Regions from separate parts of the Danio rerio genome. Here region 2 is linked to region 1. Evidence: chromatin contacts called from public HiCAR-type data. All regions are on one chromosome and are shown on one strand. The core of a region is the stretch at or near the end of the contact, and the rest is flanking DNA. Distances in the headings are between cores, read along the strand shown.

What was found. HiCAR-type assays count read pairs that join an accessible place to other places.
Region 2: a HiCAR-type map of caudal fin shows a contact between it and region 1, with 3 times the contacts expected there. The contact joins two enhancer-like sites. A contact is called at or near these places in 2 of 18 Hi-C or Micro-C datasets (caudal fin and an unstated tissue) and 1 of 4 datasets of contacts at active chromatin or transcription factors (caudal fin).

Annotation. Positions count from the first base shown.
Region 1 is chr6:31,178,542-31,181,824 of GRCz12tu, reverse strand. All of the region lies in intron 8 of lpp (LIM domain containing preferred translocation partner in lipoma), which reads right to left. All of the region lies in intron 2 of LOC141386288 (a long non-coding RNA gene), which reads left to right. Among named protein-coding and RNA genes, the nearest start is that of tprg1, 77 kb to the left of the region's middle. Within about 2 kb of position 1,769, at least 7 of the 62 cell types and tissues checked have an H3K27ac peak or open chromatin away from gene starts, as enhancers often do.
Region 2 is chr6:31,241,304-31,244,586 of GRCz12tu, reverse strand. No RefSeq gene overlaps it. Among named protein-coding and RNA genes, the nearest start is that of tprg1, 14 kb to the left of the region's middle. Within about 2 kb of position 1,451, at least 15 of the 62 cell types and tissues checked have an H3K27ac peak or open chromatin away from gene starts, as enhancers often do.

The DNA of each region.
Region 1 (3,283 bases), core at 520-3,019:
CAGAGCTCCGTTCACCACTGGGATTTGTCACTTAGATTTGTTATTTAATTAAAGAAATAATAACATTTAGTAGTATGATTTATAAACTTTATCAACACAGTAATATGTTACCCTGGTCCACAAAATCAGAATGTTCCATGGGAAAATGTTTGGCAATATTCAAAAATACATTGTATAAGTCAAAATGATTCATATTTATGACAAAAATCACTAAAATATTAAGTAAAAATCCTGTTTCATGTACATTTGCAGTAAATTTTCTACTGTAAAAACATAAAAACTCAACTTTTTATTGCTAAGAACTTAATTTGCACAACATTAAACATTTATTTATCTGTATTTAGATTTCAGATATAGGCCAATATTGTATAATCTTAATAAATACATCACTGAAAAGGAATTTTTTCCAGCTTTCAGATCTCAATTTCCAAAACTGACACTAATGATGTCCAGAGTCCAGTGGTCCAGGGTCACATGATATAAGACAGCCCACATAGCCTACTCTCAATTGACTTTTTTTGTTTGGGTGTTTTGCAAAGTTATTGACATATCAGCACTCTAATCTCAGTTTGTACATTATTAAAAACAATCTACAAAGCCAACATTTCAAGGCAACACATGGAACGAGCCAAAGATGGTGGATAAAGTGAGAGAAATGTTTAAAATGAAGTCATATTTCATTCGATACTAAAAAGAACAGACGTAATATTTGTTTAGGAAAAGACTTTGTGGTTACTTGGCTACTGCGCTGCTAGCTTAGCAACATGCTAAAAACAAACTACTGAAATCCACTCCCGTAAATCTCCTGTGCAAATCTTCCTGTGTGAGGAACGACGGTTATGTGACATGTGATGATGTTCTTGCCAATGTACTGTACAGTTCCAAATCTGTCACTTATGATGTTAGGAAGCTGCCATAAAAGGCAACTCACTAGGTTTTGAAACAGATCTGTAGTATATAGAGTTTTCAGCTGCATGGACAGAATTTACTGGAAAGAGTCCCATGTCTCAACGCAGCCAAACCCTGTTTGCACTGCCTATGCACTGGGATCATTTCCCATGCTCTCGGTTCACCAGTGAGCTGAGGTGGGGGTCAGAAGACTTGACCCCGAGCTCCTGCAATCCACTCATCATCCTTAGATCAACTCGGTTTTAGATCAATGTGTCAGAAAAGACTGACTGCCGAGGGATCGCCCAGCCTTGGAAAGGCTTTAGGTAGACACGAAAACAATTTGTGTCATTTCTTCCATGATTATAATAAAAATTAACATTATTTCCCAGAGCGACGCTTGTGTACAAACAATGTCCGTTTCACAATCCTTTGCAAATCCTGGAAACGGATAAAGCCTTTAATAAGCTTGCTGCTGAGAACCCTTGGGGCTCGTCTCATAACTCTGAATGGGGAGGGGGAAATATAGAAAGACAGGCAGTCTGTATAGCCTTCAGGAACACAGTCAAACGATTAACCTGAGCCTCTGTGCTCTTCTAAAGGACTTGAACCCGGAGTCTGGATCCCTGCTGCTTACAGAAACATTCAAAAACAGTCCGTTTTCACACTTCAGAGCAGATTTCACACAATGCGTTGTGCCAGAGTCATCGTAGGAACGGCGTGACAGTGAAGTCTGGGTCAGTCAGACCTCTCTTCCCCAGCACGGCTTTTATTCTGACGTCAAAGCAGTTTTGATTTACATGCTGTGGATTTACTGTCCGGTAATAACTTTCAAAGATGGTTTAGGAAAATCTGTGCAGAGCACCACTAATGGCTCCACTGGTGGAACAATAATGAGACGGAGAGCCACTAGAGGGCACTAGACGTCTACTCATGCTCTCTGTTCACTCTTCTCCGCATCCAGAAAGTAATATATTCACATATATTCCTCTTTTTTCAGCTTCATACATTTCTCTAAGTGTTTGCCCAGAAGGCTAAACAAACGTCTAGGCAGATGAGGTAGAATGAATTTAGGTCAGACAGCTTCTTTCTGAGCAAAAGGGTGAGTGGAGAGCACTGAAGTCAATTGTAGCCTCTTCTTTTCTCTTGTTGCTTTTTCAATTTCCTGACAAAGTGCTCCAAACACTCCCTATTCCTATCTATCTATCTTTCTTTCAGACACTTTTCTCTTTCAGGAAGAGCAACACACACTGTCCTATAGCTGGACAACTTGTTTCTAGTGCATTTACGAAAAATAGAGATGTTTCAGTCACAAAGAATGAGTGAAAAGTGACATGATCAGCCTGGAATGTCACTAATAATGACACTCATTTGAAGGACTAAATAAAAGAACTAAAGAAGCTAAATCTGATATTCATGAAGGTAAATCACATGAGCTCTATGCTCAATGTGTATTTAAGCAAAACACTCTGAAGTTACTGGATGTCTTCTTTGATAGGAGGCTTTATCAATTTTACATGATTCTCGGTTTGCTTGGTGGCATAGATTTGTTTTGCACAGAATATTAAAAGCGTATACCCTTCAGTCTCTCTGAAACCTTTTACCTTAGAAACCTTAAACATCTTCCCAAATCAAAATAGTTTTAAAACCAAAAGGCTTTAATACTTAATTCTTGAGCAATGCTCTGAGTCGTCATAAATATATCATGTAGTGCTTCGCATAGAACTGTTTGATTGTCTGTCAGCTCCGAAGGTATGCATTTATTTATATTCTCATTCAAAAATCCAAATGAAAGCATGTGATGACAATATGACCGTATAGACCAAACGAAATCACTTGGATGATTGTAATGATCATGATCATGAGCTGAATTTATATCAAAAAAGGCAAAGAAAACCAAGTCCTCGCTAAGTGTAGCTGAGAGGTCAAAGGTCAGCTGGCTGCTTTGAATGGATGATTCATTGACTACAAAACTGACATTTCAGTTAGCTGAACAGCCTGTGTGGGTTTGCAAAATGTGTTTGATGAGTGTGTGGTTTGGCCTTTACATGCAGAAACAAAGACATTGCATTATAGAGTGTACATAAAATCATTCAGTTATATAGAATTAACTACCATAAAGTTAGTGAGTGTTTTGAGTATTGTATAAAGTTTTAAAACTACACATATCCATGTCTTAAAATAATCAAAATGAGGATGAAAACCTTAAGGGTCTAGCATTAGCTAGTCTTGATAAATGGTTATGGGTGACAGGTCGACAGAAGGTCTTTAGCACTGAGCGCACCGTAAACTAGACTAGAACCAAACTGCCGCTTTGGATCCCTGGGACTGTGAGGTGCTCAGGGAAACTATCTTTTGAGCTACTTAAATAAAGAGAGTTAAAGGAGAGAGAGCT
Region 2 (3,283 bases), core at 202-2,701, 63 kb before region 1:
CATATGCAAGCGTAATTGGAGGTTCATTCTGCTTTGGTGACCCCTGATAAAGGAGGAAATAAGCTGAAGGGGAGTGGATGAGTGAATCTGTTTACATGCACGAGGTCAACATGTGTGGTCATAAATGTGTTAAACCTTCATAAACAGCTTAAGCATAAACCGATCAGCACAGACATATTTTGGAGAATTATTACCCCAGTTCTGTCTGGCATGTAAACACCTTAACATTTGATCTGTTGGATTACTGAAATGTGCATGTGTAATTCGTGACCAAAAGGCATCACAGCAGATTTAAAGATGTAAGGTTTTTCACTCAAAAAAGTTTTGCTTTTAATTTACTAATTTAATGATGCTCATGTCATTAGGCCACCCAATGTTAAAGTTTACTAGGTTACTTTTTAGGGTGATGCTGTGGGTAGCATATGCAGGATAAGTTGGCAGTTCATTCTGCTCTGGTGACCCCAGATTAATAAAAGGACAAAGCTGAAAAGTAAATGAATGAATGAATGATGTTACTTTTTAAAAATGCCTTTAATCAAGTCCACAGCTACCTGTTTTTTTTTTTTTTTTAATCTGCTACACACACAAACACTCATTTTTGGGGGGATATTTTATAGGATGCCATTGATTTTATACTGTTTAAACTGTTTTTTAGCCCCAACCCCAAGCCTATTTCTAAATCCAACCCTCAAAGGAAATTATGTGCATATTTACTTTCTGAAGAAAAAAAAAAAGATTTATGTCTTTTGAAAAATAGGCATGGTATAGGCAATGTCCTCATAAGTCACATTCTCCTTGTAATACCTGTGTCATACACTTGTCATTATACAAATTTCTGTCATGATATTTCACAAAAACATGCAATCAGGTATTATATATTTATTATTATTATTATTATTCATTTATTTATTTTCTTTTAAGCTTTTTTCCCATTATTAATCAACAGTGGAATAAACCGCCTACCTATTTAGCATGTGTTATTACGCAGCAGATGCCCTTCTAGCCGCAACCCAGCACTGGGAAGCACCCAAACACTCTTGCATTCACATACATACACTATGGCCAATTTAGCTTATTCAATTCACCTATAGCCTACCACAAGTATTTGAGCTGTGGGGGAAAACGGAACACCTGGAGGAAACCCAAGGGATAACATGCAAACTCCAATGCCAACTGACCCAGCGACCTTTTTGCTGTCAGGTGACAGTGCTACCCACTACACCACCGTGTTGCCTATTATTATTATTATTAGTATTATTAATATTATATTTATTTATTTTTTATTTTTATTATTTATTAATATTATGCTGACCTATTGCCAAAGGCTCTAATCAAAGATCTAAAAACAGAGTTCCTAATTCTACTACATTCGAATGAAACAGAAAACAGTTTGAGAGCAGTTTCTGCATCGGGCACAGGGTGGCAGTGTTCTCACAGCTTTGACTCATTCTTTAAGCAGACTCTGGAGAGGGAACGCTTGAGCAGCCTCTGAGGCTTACAGTGCCGCTGCTACTAATATACTGTTGACTCTCATTGACCTGAATGGATCAGGCCTCCGCTGAGATGATCTGGTCTGATTATTATTAGAAGTTTGGAATGGACTGTGCTGTGGGGGACATGGGTCAAACAAATCTATCCACGAAGTACATATCTTTACATTTCTAATGAAAATCCCTGATGATGATTAATCCCTGCCCTTAAGAATATCCGATGATGAAAATAAGCTTTGATGAGGCAGAAAAAAATTACAAAGTACTGTATATATCATCCTCCCAGTGCTGATCTGTTATGAACGATTTAATATCATAGGCCCGGTTTGACCTTAGAGGCCACACATTTTGTCGAATATCGGGCCGCTTTTGTCCCAAATACAACAAAGCTATGCTGTGTGGCACATGTGATTTGCATAAAGCACAACATTGCTGTAACCACAGCATATTTTAATGTCAGCTCTGGGTGACGCAGTGACATTCTGACCCTTTTCAAGAAGTCCTAAAAACTTTGATCGGATCTACTTTAATCCGTCTTAAGGTTTGTATTTCTGCCTCATTTCACTTTGGCTGCCTCATTGCGCTGGCCTATATAATATGTCTCCGCTTCACTTGACCTTTTTTGGCCTGAAGTAAACAAACAAAGCCAAAGAAATCCCTCTTGTTAGTCAGGTGCTGTAGGAGGCACAGAGCAATTAACAGCTGTGTTTTTTTGAAGGGATTTTGAGGGAAGTTTCTTTTTTAAAAAGCTCTATTTTTCATTCATTGGTGATTTGCTGTGAGATGTGTATTTACCCTGAGGTTATCTGAGTGTACTGACCCTCTTTCTGTGTCCAGATGGTGCCATACACCTCTGCACTTGTCTTGCTGTTAAATTCGATGTGTGCATGGCAGTGAAAGAAACCACACAAACATACCTGCACCTGCTGTTGGGAAACACATGAACGACATGCAAAGAAATAGACTTTGCTATGTTTGCTTCAATTTGAGGTGATCTGTGTTTAAATAATGGTTAAAAAAACTGTTCTTCTGTACTGGAGTCAATTGTACATTTCCACAAGCACAAGTCAGCACAGACACGGCAGAACCCTTGATAGTCCAAAAATTTCTTCTAATGGTTTCAATAAAGCAGGGATGCCCAAACTCGGTCCTGGAGGGCCAGTATCCTGCATATTTTAGTTCCAACCCCTATTAAACACACCTGAACCAACTAATCAAGCTCTCCAGTAGGCCTACTTCTTTACTTGAAAACATCATTTTCATTCCTGTCAAAAATTCCATATGGAGCTACTCCTAACAATGTTTTCAGTTGTTGGTTGGCTTGAACGGACTTGAATTTGGCTCATTTAGAGTTAACGGTGGATTCTTGTGTTTTTCCACACAATGCCTATAGGATTACAGTACATTTTCAGCCTGGTTGCCCACTTGCATTCCGCTTCACTGAGCCTGGTCTTCTTATGAGTGTGGAGAGCTGGAGTATGTAACAAAGCTGGATGATTGCATGGGCTGTGGTAACTAACTGTACAGCGAAGCGATACTCTCACCTAGCTATATATTTTTGACATTGTGACCTAACTGCATTTGGGCAGTCCAATTTGATTAAATGTCTGACCGATTCTTTATGATGCTTTATCTTTAATCAGTCAGCTAAAAACCCGAACGAGACAGCAAACATTTTGAGGGCGTCTTCTTCTAAAGCAAAGTGAAAGTACAACACCTCAGCAGGAAAAAAAGGCTGAGAGGCTGATGAAACAGGGGTCCACTTAAAATGAAGGGTTTAACAAATCCTTACA